Regions from separate parts of the Zea mays genome. Here all the other regions are linked to region 4. The links are chromatin contacts, called in public Hi-C maps. All regions are on one chromosome and are shown on one strand. Each heading gives the region's core, a stretch centred on a gene start, on an enhancer-like site or on the middle of the called end of the contact. The rest is flanking DNA. Distances are from core to core; before and after follow the strand shown.

Region 1 (4,652 bases), core at 198-2,697, 180 kb after region 4:
CCAACTCCTGCCCTGCATCCCAACCGGACACCAGACTGGGGTGGGGTGGTCAGCAAAGCAGCTTGGGCGAGCCGAGTGCTAGCTACCGCAGAGCACGTACGGCTTGGGAGGAGGGAGCGAGGACGCAGCACGTACGGGGCCAGCCCTGAGCCTGCCCTGACCTCTCGCAGCGCAGGAGCAAGCAGTGCGGCGACGCGCGCGCGAACTGCGCACGCCGTGCGAGGGGCAGGGCAGCGCATGTGCCGTGTCTCTCCGGCGGGCCGCGCGCGCCCGGCCAGCTCGGGCCACCCGCACGTCCCCTCCGACGCCACGGGGGGGACAAGTTTCATGCACACGTGCACACGGCCATGGGGAGGGCCGGGGGTGCGCCCGCCCTGTACTGTAGCCCGCGGCCGCCCGCCCTTTCGTGCGTGCGTGCGTGCGTGCCTGTCCGTCGTCCTTGCTCGCCCGTGCTCTGCCCTGCAGCTCTGGTCTGGTCTGGTCTGCTCTGGTCTCTGCTGGACCATGCAGTCACAGTCACAGCCACAGCTAGCTCTCCGCTTTCCCAATTATTTGCGCTGGCCGGTGGGGTACGTGGTGGTGGTGGTGGTCCGGCGAGTCGGTTTTCGTCTGCGGAGAATGAAGTGGCGTCCAGTGAGAAGATCTGCGCGCAGACGGGTAGGAGGGACGCGTCGTCAGAGGAAATGGAAACGGAGCAAGGGCCGGAGACGGATCATGGATCCGATCCATGGCTGTGTGTCCATCTCTTTCTTGTGCAAACAACCAACAACAGCGAAGGCCTTGTTTGCTGTTTCGGTATTGTAAAGCTGCGTGCTCTGTCGACTCGACTGTATAGATGAGCTGCAAAATTAAACCTGCAGCTGCAACTAATGCTGATAGCATTTGGCGACAGCACTCTGCAAAAAGCCGGAGGAAGGTTTCGTAGAGCAAGCAGTAGCTGTGATGATTTACAAACAAACTGGATGCACGGATAGAACAACAACGCTGAGATGCCTAAGCAAGACTGAACAGGTCATCCTAAACAGTAGTAGGTTCCTGAAAGCAAAGCAAAGCAAAAAAAAAAAAATCATCTAACAGTAGTAGCTATTAACCTTCAGGCTATTTCTAAATAACCGTGTAAAGTAGAGGGTGAAGTTTGAAATAAGGAGTCTGCTGAAGATTTCAGCCTCATGGGAGCTACAGTGCGTGCAGTAGTATACGACGACACACAGCATGCTTGTGACTGTATGCGTGAAGACCAGGCAATGGGCGCTTTCACATTTTTCTTGGCAGTTTCTGGGATGTGACGGTCGTTAATGATGGAGTCCGTGTCGTTACAGGCTAAGAGAAACAGTCTTATTCTGGTTTTCATGATGAAGCAAAGCTGCAGCCATTTCTCTACAGCCACTGGCCGTCATCAGTCACCGTTGTTCACTCGGTAGTCGGTACGTAGGCTGGGCCGAACCATGGGCCGCCAGTTACTTCGAAGGCCCAGCCCATTCGTAGCACCTGCATTTTGCCCTCCATTGACGACGATCGCGTTGCACGTGTCATTTGTTGTGTTTTTTTTTCTTCTTCTACTACTTTTCTTCGCTTTTTTCTTCAAAAAAACGTGTCCGCGGTCCACCCGGAGGCTGCGACGTCCCCCAAGAGATCAGCTTACGCACGTCCCACAGTTGCAGGCCGTTGAGAATTTATGGTTTTTGTTTGGTTTGTAGAGTTACTTATTAAGTCTTTATTTAAGTAATAAGGATGGATTAAAGTGGATTGAGGTATACTGAAGGGATAGAAAAGGAAATTAGTTCATATTACACTTCAATCCACTTTGTACTATTTCAATCCACTCTAATTCGAAAATTACGTAGACAAGTCCTTATGTTTCATGAGATAATGTATTATAAGTTCATCCAAAAAAAATGGAACAATTGGATCTATACCATTAAAAGATCCAAACTTTAGATATATACCATGGACCCCACATGGCATTGACTCATGTGGACCCACATGTAAGTGAGATAGTAATGGTATGGATCCAAAGTGGTGATCTTTTAATGGTATGGATCCAAATTTCCCAAAAAAAATTAGTGGAATCAACTCATTCTTCATGTACTACTTTCGTCCATAAATATATGACACCGTTGATTTTTTTTCCCAAAAACTTTAATCACTCGTCTTATTCAAAATATTTATTAAAAATATAAAATTTTAACTCAAGCACAAACTATCTTAAGTGATAAAATAAATCACAAAAAAATATAATTCATTATTTTTAAAATAAGACATTGGTCAACGGTGTCATATATTTATAAACGGAGAGAGTATATACTAATTATTAACTTATAAGGAATAAGATTGTGATGAATCAACTCATTTTATTCTATAAACTAAATAAAAAAGTGTGGAGTGAGAATAAAATAGACCATCTCGTTTCTCAAACCAAACACATCTTAAATCCTTCTTCGAGTACAGTGAACTAGTGAAGCAAGCTCCTATTCCTCCTCCTCCCGTAGCTTTCTCTGTCTCTTGTGCTTCCATTTAACTTCTCTCCTTGGGTGCAGACCTGCCGCTGGCACTGCCGGATTTGGTGCAGTTACCACCGCCGTTCTCCATGATTTCCGGCACCATCCTGCCGTCGGGGTTTACTTGGTAGGCCCTGAAGGATTTGTTTTTTTTTTTCCCTTTTACGAACAGATATGGGCTAGCTTTGGAGTTTGGATCCTCCCAAGAGGAAACGGGCTGGGTCATTTGGACTTGACAACGACGACGACCCAGCTGGGCCGATGGATAGCGCGTCTCAAGTCTCTCAACTTCTCCCTTTCCTTCAGCGTTAAGTCTCGCAGCGAGACGTGACGTGCGTTGTGCGCGCCGGCCGGCCGAGATCGATCGATCGCTGTGCGTGGACAAGTCCAGCAAGCCACGTGCCGTGCGTGCTCTCGTAGTCTCCCGCACGGCAAGTCACGGCCGTTTCATCTGCTTTTCCAGATTGTTGCATCGTTCACTATCTCGTGTGTTCCTTGTCGCGCTGTGCTCGTGTGTTCCTTGTCGCGCTGTGGTAGTGTGGTTTACGAATGCTCCACCTTCATTTAGGGTGGGACGGTCGAGTCAATATGGACGGTGCTTTTTAGGGATGAAAACGGGTCGGTATATCTTCGTATAAAATGTTTATTAGTTTTTAACTTATTTACAATTTTTAGTGAATCTAGAATATTTTATGATTTTTTAATATTGTGGTGTTGGTTTTGAAAATCGCTTAGAGAGGGTGAATAGGTGGAAACTGAAACTTACAAACTTTAAACATAACTACAAGCAGGGGTTACCGTTAGAAATAAAATCGAGTCCAAAAGAGAGGGTGAAAAACAAATCAAAGCAAATGAAGCGGATGACACGATGATTTGTTTTACCGAGGTTCGGTTCTTGCAAACCTAGTCCTCGTTGAGGTGGTCACAAAGACCAGGTCTCTTTCAACCCTTTCCTTCTCTCAAACGGTCACCTAGACCGAGTGAGCTTTCCCCTCAATCAAATGGGTCACTTAGACCCCGCAAGGACCATCACACAATTGATGTCTCTTGCTTTGATTACAAGTGTTGGAGGAACAAGAACGGGGAAGAAGAAAAGCGATCCAAGCGACAAGAACTCAAATGAACACGAAAATCTCTCTCTCACAAGTCACTAAGTGTTTGGAGTGGTTTTGGACTGTGAAGAAGATTTGATCTCTTGTTTGTGTCTTGGAGTGAAGTCTAGAGCTCTTGTATTGAATGCAATATGCTGGAAACTTGGATGCCTTGAATAGAGGTGGTTGGAGGGTATTTATAGCCCCAACCACCAAAACAGCCGTTGGGAAGGGCTGCTGTCGATGGGCCCACCGGACACTGTCCGGTACGCCAGCCACGTCACCCAACCGTAGGGTTCTGACGGTTTCGACCGGTGGAGCTCTGACAATCTGGGCCACCGGACAGTCTGGTGTAGCACCGGACAATCATTGTTCACTGTCCGGTGTGCCTTCTGGCGCTGCTCTGACTCTGCGCGAACTGTCCGTGCACTGTTCACGTTGCAGGCGACCGTTGGAGTCGACCGTTGCGCTTGGGAGTCGTTGCTCCGCTGGCACACCGGACAGTCCGGTGAATTATAGCGGAGTGCGGCCTCAGAAACCCGAAGGTGAAGAGTTTGAAGTCGATCCACCCTGGTGCACCGGACAGTCCGGTGCGCCAAACCAGGGTTTACTTCGGTTTCTTTTGCTCCTTTCTTTTGAACCCTAACTTTAATCTTTTTATTGGTTTGTACTAAACCTTTGGCACCTGTAGAACATATAATCTAGAGCAAACTAGTTAGTCCACTATTTGTGTTGGACAATTCAACCACCAAAATCATTTAGGAAAATGTTTGACCCTATTTCCCTTTCAGGTTTCATAGTATCCTTGTGATTAATAACTTTGAACTGCATGATGTCAATTTTATCGGTTTTCTTTCCCACATTTGATCTACCATATACATGATTATGTATTACTTAATTTATGTGTCTGTTGGATGGTTGGGCAATTAATATCATTAGAACTAACTACCCGAAACTATCCGGTATCTACCCGAGTAGTATTTGTTATTCGTTTCTTACCCGCCCGGATTATTACCCGGTCCCATCTTGTATCCATCATAAATCTTAACTACATGTATCCGAT
Region 2 (4,883 bases), core at 1,310-3,809, 210 kb after region 4:
TGGCTGTCGGAGAGGTGTTGCTGCCCTGTTCATGTGATGTCGTGGCCGTCGGAGGAGCGCTTGAGCCCTATGCAAGCACAGTTGTCGGGGCTGTCAGATCCTTGTTGACGTCTCCTTGCTTCCGTAAGGGGCTGAGAACCGCCATCGTCATGGAGCACGCGGGGTGCCATCATCACCTGTTTTACCGGGGCGAGCTAGATGGGACGACAGCCTTGTTCCCCATAGCCTGAGCTAGCTAGGGGTAGGGTAATGATGGCCCCCCTGTGACGTGGTCGGTCCGAGCCCGAGGTCGGGCGAGGCGGTGACTCCTCCGAGGTCGAGGTTGAGTCCGAGCCCTGGGGTCGGGCGAGGCGGAGACCTTCGTCCGAGGTCGAGGTTGAGTCCGAGCCCTAGGGTCGGGCGAGGCAGCGTCCGTCGTCCGAGGTCGAGGTTGAGTCCGAGCCCTGGGGTCGGGCGAGGCGGAGTCCGTCGTCCGAGGTCGAGGGTGAGTCCGAGCCCTGGGGTCGGGCGAGGCAGAGCTTCCTATGGTGCCCGAGGTTGGACTTAGCTGCTGTCGGCCTCACTCTGGTGAGTGGCACAACAGTCGGAGCAGGGCATGCAGCGCTGTTTTCCTGTCAAGTCGGTCAGTGAAGGGGCGAAGTGATTGCGGTCACTTCGGCCTTGTCGACTGAGGAGTGTGCGTCAGGATAAGGTGTCAGGCGATCCTTGCATTGAATGCTCCTGCGATACGGTCGGTTGGCGTGACGATCTGACCAAGGTTGCTTCTCCGTGAAGCCTGCCCGAGCTGGGCCTCGGGCGAGTCGAAGGTGTGCCCGTTGCTTGAGGGGACCCTCGGGCGAGACGTGAATCCTCCTGGGTCGGCTGTTCCTGCCCGAGGCTGGGCTCGGGCGAGGCGAGATCGTGTCCCTTGAGTGGATGGAGCCTTGACCGGAATCGCGCCCATCAGGCCTTTGCAGCTTTGTGCTGATGGGGGTTACCAGCTGAGATTAGGAGTCTTGGGGGTACCCCTAATTATGGTCCCCGACACACTCTGATATGCATTACCATGTAATCTAAAAAGAGTCGGTAGCAACAACTACACGAGCCTAATCACTTAAGAAGTTAGTTCACCAAAACACCCAACAGATACTATTGTTGATCTAAAGCCATGTGTAGAGGTTGTTTGAAAAGTCATTGGACGACAAATGAAGGTAGCTCACATGACGCTTATTATCTTACGATTATAGATTGTAATAATTGTTTTGGTTGCAAACGTAGGTGTAAAGGACTCATTCTTCCTACCAGTATAGGAAAAAAGACTGATTCGTGCAACGATTTGGCAATCCCATAATCTTTCCATGTTATTCACCACATTACATCAACGACGAAAATTGAAGGATATTTCTCTGTGTTCTCATTATGGATAACAAACTTCATAGACAACTAAACCTAGGGTAAACAATGTTTCATGTGTTTGAGAACAAAAGCACCCTCTCTTATCTGTCTCACATATTTTATGACAATTCTTTTTTCAAGACTAATACTTGTTGTTACTCCTTTATACTATCTGATTTATCTTACATTTGTCCCATTTAGATGCTTTATCACCACCACCAGGGTTGATATCATGATCTTTCATTAGACCACTAACATGTTAGTCATTTCACATTATTTTTTCATTGAGAACAAAATGAACATGTTATATAAATACATTAGGTACATGTACTTTTAAAAGGAAAACCTACTTTGGATTAGTTAAGTTCGTTAGTTTTAGTCGTTGCACCCGCGTTGTTGTAGACTTGTGTTATCAGCAACGAACTCTCAACAAGAGCACTACCGCCTCCACATCAATGGCAATCATCAAAACTAGAGCCCCTAAAACTCGCCAAACATGAATAATCTCAAAACTAAGACACCAAATCCAAATAAAACTCACTAAGGCCTTGTTTGGTTATTTCCATTCCATATGGATTGGAGGAGATTGAGATGTATTGATGTGGATTTTGACTTACTATAGATTTAAACTGACTCAATCCCACCGATGCACATGGATGATCCATATGCATTGGTTAAGATTGAGTCGGTTTAAATCCATCGCAAGTCAAAATCCATCTCAATCTATTCAAGCTTGTTTGGTTGGCTTCTTTCAATAGTCTAGTTGTGTGAGCTAGGACCGCTGGAGTCTGGCTTCGGAGATGCGACTAATCTACTCTTATCTGGAAAGCCTGGCCTAGGCTACTTTGAGGATCGTGCGAGCCTGGATTCAAATCTGCGTGCAGTCAACCAAACATAAAGCTAGCACGCATAGAGCCTGGCTCACAGCAACCAAACAACAGCTACCTACATCCCACGATGCAAACATGCAGGCAACCAAACAGCAGCTATCTACATCCCACGATGCAAACATGCAAGCAACCAAATAGCAGCTATCTACATACCACAATACAAACATGCAGACAACCAAACACGTCCTATACATTCTAATCTACATAAAATTAGAATAACCGAAGGTCTAATGAATAATTAATATGCAAAATTACATATAGATACTCTTTTCCTAAATACACCCTCGCTCCGCCCACCTTCTCCCACCCACTGCCTCGTATTCTATTCCCCTGCCTCCCCATCTCCGCCGTCCTCGCCTTCTCCAATCCACTAGTCGACACCGCACGCGCTCGCCTCCTCCCGCGGCGTCGCCATAGGGTTAGGGTTCCGGCGACTTCCCTCCTTTCCGCGTCGCGGCGAACGCCTTGGGAGACCCGCCCCATGTCGTCCGACCCATCGCCCCACCTCCCCTCGCCGGTGGCCCCGCCGGGCGCGGCGGAGGCGGATCCCCATCACCTGCCCCAACCCGCCGAGCCACACGAGGTGATGCACCGGACGAGGGCCGTCGACTTCCTCGGGCGACGCACGCCCATCGTCTACCAGAACGACAACGGGCCCTGCCCGCTCCTCGCCATCTGTGAGCTTTCTCCCTCCAGTCCCTCGTTCGACTCCGTACCCTCACGAGTTCGCCGCGTGCCTAGTGGCTTCCTGCGATGTTGATGTCACCGGTGCGCCTGTGTGCAGGTAACGTCCTGCTGCTGAAGAATGTGATCAGTCTGAACCCTGACGCTGGCGAGGTGTCGCAGCAGAAGCTGCTCTCGCTCGTGGCCGAGCGCCTCATCGACCCCAACATTGCCGGACAGGTTCGGCTATATCTCTTGCAAGATCGGGGCTTCGTGTTCGGTCGATCAATGCGGGACGGTCTTGTGTTGGGTTGCAGCAGCAGCTTGCCGGCTGGAATCTAATTAGGGTTGCTGGCCGTGTCATTTCTTGGTGTGTTGATGATTTCGAGATGCAATTCACAGGATAAGGACGAGGAGTATGTTTGCAACCGGGAGCAGAACATCGCGGATGCCATTGATCTTCTCCCGCGCCTTGCAACAGGCATTGACGTGAATGTGATGTTTAGGAAGTAAGGGTTTTTAGCTTGTTGACCAGTGGTTTGTCACCTGCACTTGTGATTATAGTTTTATTTTGACGCTTACTGCGGCCTGTACGTTGCAGGATTGATGACTTTGAGTTCACCCGAGAACGTGCTATATTTGATCTTCTTGATATCCCGCTATACCATGGATGGATAGTGGACCCTCAGGTGTGTTGTCTTTCCACTTAGCAAAAATGATATAGGCCTGTGGTATCTTGTCATGTTGCTGTTTTCAGTTAAATTTGTGCACGCCATCTTTTCTTCTAAGTTTTGCACTCACTTTATCATTGTAATCTATTACCTAAATCATCTGATGTAGCTATAAGCTAGTTTTTTAAAAAAATTATACTTTCAAGTTTCAACTGATACAACTAATTCTTTAAGTAATAGTAGAAAGCCCTATGCCATTGCCTTGGTAGGTCTCTGTGTGCGTGCACATGCACACGTAAGGCGTGTTTGGTGTGGCGCCTAAGCCACCACACCGCGCCACACTTTTCAGCCACAAGTGTGGCGCCCAATTTGGCCGCCACACTTGTGGCTCAAAAGTGTGGCGCGGTGTGGCGGCTTAGGCGCCACACCAAACACGCCCGTAGGCACACACTTTTCCAGAACTTAGTAGGTTTATTATCTTATGCAAAGTGATCGTTAATCTAGGATTTACTTCTGGTTCGATATTGATGTCTGCCTAAAATTGTATAGACTACGTAACAATCTTTTTTAAGATACTCATGTGCACAGACCGAGACGATCCATTTTCTGAATGGACTAGTGCAATTAAAAACATTATTTCCAATTAATTGGTTACAGCTGGTGCCCTCACGTGGTTGCACTAGAAAGATTTAAAAGGGAAGTTAATTACTGATCTTGTTGCCTCCTGACTGACTTCATCTGCATAGAGAAGTTGTACCCTTGTGTGGGTATTAGGAAACCACCAAAATTCGAATCTGGTCGGTTGTGTCCATCAGTTAGGAAACCATGAAAATTTGAAGCTGATCGGCCATGTCCATCAATTTAACAGTCAAGGTTTCTGTTTTTGAATGAGAATGGGGCTATCCTCAGTTTGAGAAAAAGGCAAGGTCCTCTGCTTTATCTTGACAAAATATATGCGAATACGACAAGGGTTGAATTTAATTTTGTCTACTACTGCCAATTAGACTTAACTGCTTGTTACTTCTGCCACGTTTTGTACTACATATGCCCCCCCCCCCCCCCCCCCCAAAAAAAAGTTATGTTCATTAATACTCATCTGCAGTATTTATCTTGCCTTCTCACAACTCACCTGTGTATGACGATCCATTCTGTGCATTTTGCTCTGCAATTAATTACTACAAACAATAGACAGACAAATGGTGATATGAACAAAAGAACATAGAGCAAATAAAATATTTACATGTTGGATCTGTTTCGTAGTTTACTCTATGTATGGACCCATGTC
Region 3 (4,476 bases), core at 952-3,451, 250 kb after region 4:
CTTCTGTTTGTTACTTTTTTCCATATATTAAGTCAATGTAGAGCAGTGATATTCAATAACTTAAAACTTACATAAATCAACGGGGTGGCTAACATGTGACAAAATACAATGCAACATTTTTAAAGGCAACCAAGTGATCACAACACATATTAAGAGGAACGGTTTTTACCTTTATTTCATTTACAGCAGCCTTCCGAGAAGCTGGTGAGAATCTGTCAACATATATAACCTGCAAAAATCTGTCTTAGAAGAAACTTGGAAATGTAGACAGTCGTAGGAAAATTGAAAAAATGCATACCTGCATCGCTCGAATAATTGTTCCAACAAATGGTAGGGCATCATGAGACTCTGACGAAACAATGGTTGGGAACAATTCATAGAAGAAGAATATGGGTTCTATGTACGAGATATGATTGGAAACAACAATAGGTGCGAGCTCCCTACGAGCGGGCCTTCCTTTCTTTCTGATCCAATGGTACCTGATAAGGAGTGTCCGACTAAGATCAGACAGTGTACACTAGCATCACAAGAAAAGAGACTGAGAAAGAGTATGCATCCAAATACTCAGATCAACTCAGCGTAAACACATAGCAAAGCAACAGTGCACAAAGCAATTTCATGGCCAGAAGAATACTAAGTTTTGAAAGTAAATACATGTAGCAAAAGAAGATGGCAATCATTGTCCATGCTCTAAAGTTTTGATTCAAAATGCTTGTCGTTCCTACACTATTCTGAAAGGCTAAGGCTATCTCCAGCAACTTACACATTCTATCTCTTATTACATCTCTTAATTCAAACTACGCTCTGCGAACAGTGCAGTCTACAATGTAAAACAATGTTTTGGGTGACTATATGGGTAACTTGCTGGACACGGGCTTACACACAAACAACACCATAGTCATAGTTGTTTTTTTTCCTTTGCTATATTTTTTCAGTCTATAGAGAAATTGCCCACCATTTGGGGTATTGATTTTCAGGACAGAGAAATTGCCCATGATTTTCAGTGAAGAGAAATTGCCCACCATTCGGGGCTATTGAAATCATTGCAATGGATGGAAGGACCACAGGAGAAATTCCTATTTGTAACATGGTACACCCCCACCTTTCATTTCAGCATGCACATGCACATGGAATCTCAGGTTGAACTGTGCACACGTTTTCGCTCTTGACGTAACCTAGCTGAACGCATGTACGAATGGTCCAACCTCCAACGTTTCTAACCCGTTCGTTTCCTATAATCCTATTGGTCTCTTCAAAGCTGCAATTCATGAAGTTAGCATCAACACGACAACACGCCATAAACACATCTGCCGCACGGACATTCAGCTTCCGCTACAGCATCGTCCCACCAGGCCACTAACCACATCATTGAGGCGCTCCCAACAAAATAGGCACGTTGTTGCGAAATAGCAGCCCTCCAAATCCAGCAAACCAACCCGCATCCCACAATCGCGTCATCGACACATAGGATTAGAAAGCCCCATCTCACCACACAAATCTAATCATCTAGTATTATGTTTTTTAGGGAAAAAATGCCAGGCAGCGGCTATTAGCTACCAGATTAGATCAAATCAAAATGAGACCAAGTCTACGATCCAGATCGCGTCCCGCGATCCAGCAACCGAGCGACTCACCCGAAAGAGAAGAGGATGCAGCGAGCTGAGATCCGCGTGATCCACATGAGCCGGCGGCGCCACGCCGGCATAGGCCCGCCGCCCACCCGCGGCCTCCCGTGCGTGTCCGCCCACCCGCGGAGAGCCACCCACGTGGCCGCGTAGCCGATCGCGATGGAGAGCCCGAACAGTGCCAGCCGCACCAACGCGACCGGCAGGAGCAGCAGCGTCCTCGACCACGCGTACACGCCGCCGCCCCACGCCGGCGTGCCGTTGCGGAACGGGTCGGCCGGGGACGGCCCTCGGTCCCTCGGCGGCCGGTCCTCCGAGAGGAACGCGAACGGGTCCCCGCCGCCGTCGTCGCAAACGGAGACCGCCGCAGCACCGTCGCTGTCGTCGTGGTGGTGGTGTCGGTGGTTGGTGGCGTGCCCGTTGGCGGCGGGCGCGCGCGCGATGGAGTCGGAGAGCAGGGGCGTGGAGAGGGAGGCGGGGGCTAGGCATGTAGAGGCCATGGACGATGAGGCTGGCTGTCGCCGGAGACAGCGGCGGGGAGGGAGGGAGGGGAGGCGAGCGATGGACGGCCGGGAGTTATGGCTTTTATTTATCAAAGCGAAACGGAGGCAAAAGCTATAGCCGGCAACAAGGGAGTCGCTGTTTTGTATGTGGTCGCCGTTTCGTTTTTGCTATTGTCCCCCGCAGTTTCATGAGTACTTATTGGAAATTTTAAGAATCGTTTCGTTTTCACCTGTCATGTATTTCCTTCTTTTAAAAACTCCACGTGTCTTTATGTGTTGAAATTTCTACTCCTTTCCTCCACATAATTTAGTCATTTTAGAATTATTCTAAATCAAACTATGTAAATTTTGACGAATAATAGATAAGATTACATTATTTTAAACTAAAAGAATCATATATTATAGTAGTTCAAGTCATAATGACTCTAGTAGTTTTATTTTTATATTGTAAAATTTTATAAAATATCTTATGTAATCGGTCAAAGTTGATAATAGTTGGCTTATGACAAATTAAAACGACTAAATCATGTGAACGGAGAGAATATGTATTATTGATTTTAAAAAATAACATTAGATAAATGCACGAGCAACATTCCTCGTACTTAAATGAGACATAACGGTGGTCTGTATGTTCCAAATCTAGACCTGCAATGCACTATTTTCATAAACTTAGAGATGTATGATATATTATTTAACCAGTTCAAGAACATAAAACTACAATTTTAAAGTTTATGAATCTAATCGACATCTCTTAACAAATTCAGAGATCACTGGTATGAACATACTCATATGACTCCAAATAAATAAACATTATTAGGATATTATTGAATGGCAAGTTTTATAAAACTAATAGTTTTTATAGGTGTTATGTGTTTCCTCTGTAATAAAGTATTTAGACAATGGAGCGAAGCTCAAGGCAACGTGTGCGACGACGTACTGCACGTCTGTACATACGGCGAGAGATCCATCCTGCTTGCACATGCCAAATGGGATGCGTGATCCGATCTCAACCACATCCATGCCGTACGTGAGTCAATACAAATATAATCACATCAATCATGCGAACCAGCAACTTCTAAACAAATTGCTTTTGCTTTTATTTTTGCTTTTGCTTTTGTATTTGTAGGCGAACCTAAGTTTAGTTTTTTTTGGCTAATGACTACGCCGACGGTGTCAATTCAGTTGACAGTTATTGCTGCTCCTACGACGGAGCACCGCCCAAACATATAATAATAGAGTTAATTATTATAGGTGCGTGGTGCGTCACGCACGCACGACGCCGACCGGGCGTTCGGCAAGTTGCTACACAAAAGCTGAGGTGCTCGTCGGGCACGAGGCCACTTGCTCCCTGCTGGGCCGCGAGGGGCCGGCCACAGCGATCTCACTCGGCACCGGTCGGCGTCGCGCTCCAGACCAGTCCACACAAGTCCGATCGAAACGCCTCGTCAGTTTTTTCCTCGTAAAAAAAGGTCGTTTTTTTTCGTTGGACAGGCAAACGTTAGTATTTTCTTCTTCTTTTGAGTAAGGCAAACGCTCGGCACGGTAGTACTGCTACACTTGGGCTTCTGAAGTACTGTCAGCCCATGGGTCGTCCTATTCCACGAGGCCCAGCCCAGTTTACCAACGTTGCGCGCAAGATATAATAGTCTCGGCCCGTGTCGATTCCATCGATTAAAACCCTAACCCGAGCATCTTCCACGCCGCCGTTGTCTCGCCGCTTCCAGCCGTTGCTCGCTGAAGAAGATGGGGAGGAGGAAGAAGTCCAAGGAGATGGAGAAGAAGCCGCTGGACATCCTGTCGGGCTCCGACGAGGACTTCGACAGCGGGGAGAACCTCTCCAAGATCCAGATCAACGAGGAGTACGCGCGTCGCTTCGAGCACAACAAGCGGCGGGAGGCGCTGCAGCGCCTCGAGGAGCGCAGGAAGCAGGGCCTGGTCCCCGCCTCCGACGACGACGAGTCGGAGTCCGAGTCGTCGTCGGAGGAGGAGGACGAGGCGGCCGCCATTGCCTCGCGCCTAGTCGACCGCCGCATGTTCGAGGTGATCCGCCGCATCCGCAGCGGCGATCCCCGCATCCTCGACAAGGACGCCAAGGTCTACTCCTCGGAGGAGGAAGGCGGCGAGGAAGGTGAGGACGCCAAGAAGCAAGAAGAGTCCAAGCAGGAGAAGGAAAAGACCAAGAAGGAGAAGCCTCTGTACCTCAAGGACGTTAATGCCCGCCACCTGCTCGAGGAGGGCCCCGAGTTCGCAGCGCAGCCCAGCCGGAGCAGCAGCAAGTTCGAGAGGATCGCTTATGACGAGCAGCAGAAGAAGGGATTGGAGGCTTTCCTTGAGGCACAGAAAGAAGC
Region 4 (4,885 bases), core at 1,435-3,934:
TTATCTGCCGCTAACTGCTTTCTTAGCTTGCTTAGAGCACTAGTGCTGAATATTCCACAGGTACATCTCTAGTTAACATATACCATTTCCCCGTATATATATTGCTTGAAAAATATGGTTCCATATTCTTCTGAATCGCGTTAATATATTGCCTTGCAGTTGCCCGCAGCGTATTGCAAGACGGGGTAACTATGGAGCATTTCTCATGGACAACCTTCCCCTCGTAAAATCCCTCGTGCAGAATCTAGCAGCTAATCTTCATGTTCCAGTCTCAGTTAAGATCCGTGTATTTCCACGACTGGAAGACACATTAGCATATGCGAAGATGCTTGAGGAAGCTGGTGCTTCTCTTGTGGCTGTCCACGGCCGGACAAGAGACGAAAAGGATGGGAAGAAATTTCGAGCTGACTGGGATGCCATCAAGGCCGTGAAGGATGCACTTAGAGTACCCGTTCTTGCAAATGGAAACATTCGCCATATGGAGGATGTGAAGAACTGCCTTGAACATACTGGTGCTGATGGTGTGCTTTCAGCTGAAACTCTTCTAGAAAACCCAGCAGTTTTTGCTGGTTTCAGGACAAAGGAATGGAAAGAAGATGGTGACGAGAATGGAGACGGTGGCTTGGACCAGGCTGATCTTGTGATTGAATATCTGAAGCTGTGTGAGCAGTACCCTGTGCCGTGGAGAATGGTTAGATCCCATGTCCACAAGATGTTGGGCGACTGGTTTAGGGTGCATCCAGAGGTGAGGGAGGAACTTAATAAGCAGAACAAGCTCACCTTCGAATGGTTGCATGACATGGTAATGAGGCTGAAGGACCTCGGTGGAAGAGTGCCACTTTACAGAAAGGAGACTGCACTAGGACAAACATTAGCCTCTAGCAATGCCTGACAGGTTCTTATATCTGCAGCCTATCATTATTGGAGAGGAGCAATTGATGAAAACTGAAGCATTTTGTACCAATTTTGACCTGCTATAGTACAGACTGGAAGAGATTGTTGGACTACAATTAAACCTCGATTAGTAAAGCATATTTTGAGTTGAGCAGCTACAGTGCAACGGCTCACCTCATTGTTGTAACAGCTGATATGTAAAATCATTTTTACATCATTACATGGTCTCAGATAATTTGGATTTGCTATTGAACTTATCTTTGGACGCTTCACAAAGCTATATTACCAACATGTTCGCGCGCATGTTCAGCTGCGCATATATTTCACAGAACCTCTGGCCGTCTGGCGTGCAAGGTACACACAATATGGAATCTCGTAACTATCATCAGACACTCGGGTTGCTGTATGTATGTATATAATATAATCTAGAATTCTGATGCTTATGAACAAACTGTACATACTACTGCTGCAGCAATGACAAAATCATGTACAGTACTATCAATGCTGGTGGACGCAAGAAAAGAAAAGAACCCTACTGCTCGCCACTCTGAAATGGTGGCCATTACAACGGCTCTTCTTCGAGCTCCGGCCGCCAATCGGGCTTCTCTGCGTACATCACGCCTTCGTCGTCCTTCAGCCGCGCGTCCAAGTGGAGCGATCTCAGGAGCTTGTCCACCTCGCCGACGGCGCTGGCCTTGTCGCGCACGACGATGCTGACCCCTGGCCTGACGATCCTGTGCCTGTCCACCTCCACCACCATGGCAGAACCGCGCATCTGAAGAAGACGGCCATGTGCGTCATCAAGCTAGAAAGATGTGAAGAAAACAGACAGACTGGTGGTGCTGGCCACTGACCTCTTTGATCTCGGGTAGGCGCTGAAGGACTCGCACCAGTCATGGTAGATGCCCAGCAGCCCGCGCTCGAAGATGACCGAAAGTGTGTCGGGCGCGTCCACGTTCACAACGTTCATCACCCAGATCTTCTTCTCCCAGGGTTGCACACATCATTATATAATCCAGCTTATTTTATATAGATTATATAATTCAGGTTATATAATCTAATTTATATAATCTTGTTAGAGATGTTTGTTTATACAAATTATTAGCGGGTAAAAAGTCAAATAATAATCTAACGGTGTGTTTGGTTCATAGAATCACCTTATACTACCTTATACTTCATCAGATGATGCATCATTCCATAAATTTTGGTAAAATCAACTCAATCCTCATGTATATACTGTTATTAGCTTACGAGAATTGTGGTGGTAATAAATCAACTCATTCTATTCCACAAACCAAATAAAAAAGTGAGGATTGAGAAAAAGATCGACCACCTCATTTCTCAAACCAAACACACCATAAAATAAGCACCTAAGAGTATCTCCAAGAGCTTTTCAACAGTTTTTCCTAGATCAAGTTTTTTTTTTGAGAAAAACACAAAAACGTGTCTCCAACTGTTCCCCTAAAATGCTCTCAACTTTTTCATAGCCCTTAAAACTCCATCATTTGTAGGTACATATGAGGAATTATTTGGGCTCCCTAGAAACAATCGTTCGCTTTAAGTGATCTGTTGGAGAAAGGATTAAAATCTACCCCTACTAATTTTTTAGATATCTCCTTAAAACTGATTTTGATGAGTCATTTTTTAGGAAGCTGCTCTAATAACTTAATTGCTTGACGACGCGTCTCCCTCATGAGTACCTTCCGAGATAAAGAAGAAGGTGCATCGTCTATCCTCACAAGACGGACACGGCCCACGAACGAGTGGATTTCTCATGGGCAAAGTATCGTCCGGCCCATCGTGGCCTGTTACGGAACGTCGGCCCAACGGTTGTCGTTGGCGTGTCCTGGAGGCTGGGGCTTTTATTTTGGGATTGGATGCCAAATGTGCCTAGAGCCCTAATACATACTACATACCACCGGTTCCTTTTTTTTTTTCTCTCCTTTTCCTTTTTCTTTTTACAATCCATCCTCTTGACCTCTTCTCTCTTTCAGAAGGACCTTCTCCTTTTCACTGCCCCTTGTGGTGTATGCATTGATTCAAGTTCAAGTAGGAGCGTAAATTATCAAAAAAAAAGAAGTAGAAGTATACGTGTTACTTGTTTTCATTTGAACCTGAACGTCGAGCTCTGCCCAGATTTACTCATAATAATAGTATTTTTTTAAAAAAAGGATGGTGTTTTTGACTCATGCTAGTCATTCATTAGGAGAACGTGATGCGATGCTACTTGTCGGCCTACTCCTCCTTTCGAAACCCCACTGGTTCTTTGTTCCTCCTCCAAAAAGACTAAAAGAGACAGAGAAAGAGAGAGAGATGCATGCGGTTAGCAAAAAGGAGAAGGGCGAGGCAGCGGCGGACACCCAAAGCAAAAGAGACAAACAGTGTCTTTTCGGCGCCGTGCGCTTTAATGTCATGTGCTACGCAGAACGCTGCCACTCTTAATCATGGGAACTGATTGCGGAACCATCATCGTGCTGATTCCTTCTTTTTTTTAATAATTAAACACCAGACGCTTAATTATGTCGGTCTGATGAACACTCAACTCCGACCCCACCAAGATGGTGTTTTTATTTGCGCTGCGCCGACGACTTTCACCGCCGGACCGAACCCCAACATATTTACATATCTATAGAAGTATAGATTAACCAAGCCACTACCTTAGTATGTTCACCGTCAGCTATCGCTTTTAATGGTCATTTCAAAACACTGTTTTATAATATAGATTGTATTGTTTATAGAATTGAGTTTGAAATAGAAGACGGTACGAGAGATAACGAATAAGCCGTCAGAGACAGCCTTATAAACACCTTCCAAATAAATATTTGGTTGAAAATGAAATAGCCGAGTGCTAGACATGTGCGTCCGTCCGAGGAATCTAATCGATTGGCTCATCATGCGCGCCGGTTGTCCGAAAAAAAAAACAATAAAGAGGCTGCTCGGACCGAGGAACGAGACGGGCTGGGCTTTGGGCTCAAAGGTAACAGAGACGCCGGATTTTCTGCAAAAGAGACACCAACAAAGCCAGATGGGCCGGGCAGGATATAATAATAATAATAACTTTAATAACAACAACAATAATAAATAGTTTGCTAGTTTGTCCACAAAAAAATGGCATTGAGATGAGATCTGCAGCAGGCGGCGAGTAATAAATAAATAAATAAATGCAGCTGCTGGTCTTTTTCATCTGGAATGAAACATGTATATAGAATCCCAAATAAAATGTTGTAACAACAACAACAATAGTGAAATTAAAGCGGGAGGCCATCACGTGACCCCCTTCTAATTCCAAATTCCCATCAGTCACCAGCAGAAAGTAGTAGTAATTTGACACTCCGACACACATCATATATAGTACTGCTGCATCTCATCATAAATACAGGTAATAAAGGTCTTCTCTCTTCCTTCGGGCCTCTCTTGAAAAAAGGAAAAAGAAAGAGAGACAGCCATGTCCTGTTGTTTCTTTTTGGTCGTGTCTTTGGCTAAACGCGTAACCACGGAATTGAAGGAAGGAGCGAGGCTGTGCTGGCGTACGTATTTCATTCAAACCTCATCATCACATGCATCTCTCGCAGCATCAGGAATTCAGGCTCACGTTATGTTCAAATCAAATCAAATCAAATCAAAAAAGAAAAAGTAAGTACTCCTCTTTCGCGGAGCCACACAAGTCAAGATGTGAATGTGAATCGCAGCCCGGCCGGCCCACCGGCCAGTCGGTGGGAAAGGTGTTGTCTTTTCCTCCCCCTCTTCATATTTCCAACAGTAGTGATCTCTGAAGCTATCTGCTTGCTATCGGTTTCTATGTTTGTCCCTTCTGCTTTCGCCATGCGTGTCAGCGTGTGTAACCACGTTGCTAAAGAAAAAAATTTTCCCCCCGTGAGATAGCTAGCTAACCACGACGGCCAGTGACGGTGAGTAAAAATTTCGGATCTAGAGACTTGCTAAGCTTGACATTGGGCAGGTAGGGAAAGATGCACACATATGTCCGACAAAT

What was found. Hi-C and Micro-C count contacts between places; a contact is called where the count stands out from the background.
Region 1: a Hi-C map of tassel shows a contact between it and region 4, with 4 times the contacts expected there. The contact joins two enhancer-like sites. A contact is called at or near these places in 6 of 25 Hi-C or Micro-C datasets (bundle sheath, ear, endosperm and 2 more).
Region 2: a Hi-C map of tassel shows a contact between it and region 4, with 2.8 times the contacts expected there. The contact joins the promoter of LOC100279905 here to the enhancer-like site in region 4. A contact is called at or near these places in 2 of 25 Hi-C or Micro-C datasets (leaf and tassel).
Region 3: a contact with region 4 is called in a Hi-C map of tassel, with 1.5 times the contacts expected there. The contact joins the promoter of LOC100191712 here to the enhancer-like site in region 4. A contact is called at or near these places in 2 of 25 Hi-C or Micro-C datasets (leaf and tassel).

What each region holds. Positions count from the first base shown.
Region 1 is chr5:61,930,801-61,935,452 of Zm-B73-REFERENCE-NAM-5.0, reverse strand. No RefSeq gene overlaps it. Among protein-coding and RNA genes, the nearest start is that of LOC100279905, 37 kb to the right of the region's middle. Within about 2 kb of position 1,447, at least 20 of the 20 cell types and tissues checked have an H3K27ac peak or open chromatin away from gene starts, as enhancers often do. A contact at or near this core is called in bundle sheath, ear, endosperm and 2 more, where this site is marked.
Region 2 is chr5:61,893,465-61,898,347 of Zm-B73-REFERENCE-NAM-5.0, reverse strand. It overlaps LOC100279905, which reads left to right and starts at 2,559. Exons shown (of 12, transcript NM_001361005.1): 1 at 2,559-2,941; 2 at 3,049-3,167; 3 at 3,330-3,436; 4 at 3,529-3,616. The coding sequence starts at 2,746.
Region 3 is chr5:61,856,102-61,860,577 of Zm-B73-REFERENCE-NAM-5.0, reverse strand. LOC100191712 reads right to left here and starts at 2,201. Exons shown (of 13, transcript NM_001137141.1): 1 at 1,635-2,201; 2 at 299-479; 3 at 170-229. The coding sequence starts at 2,125. LOC103626442 (protein kri1) reads left to right here and starts at 3,653. Exons shown (of 1, transcript XM_008646850.3): 1 at 3,653-4,476. The coding sequence starts at 3,872.
Region 4 is chr5:62,108,395-62,113,279 of Zm-B73-REFERENCE-NAM-5.0, reverse strand. It overlaps LOC100274382 (FMN-linked oxidoreductase superfamily protein), which reads left to right. Exons shown (of 3, transcript NM_001148742.2): 3 at 160-1,149. The coding sequence ends at 892. Among protein-coding and RNA genes, the nearest start is that of LOC100274382, 3.7 kb to the left of the region's middle. Within about 2 kb of position 2,684, at least 19 of the 20 cell types and tissues checked have an H3K27ac peak or open chromatin away from gene starts, as enhancers often do. A contact at or near this core is called in bundle sheath, ear, endosperm and 2 more, where this site is marked.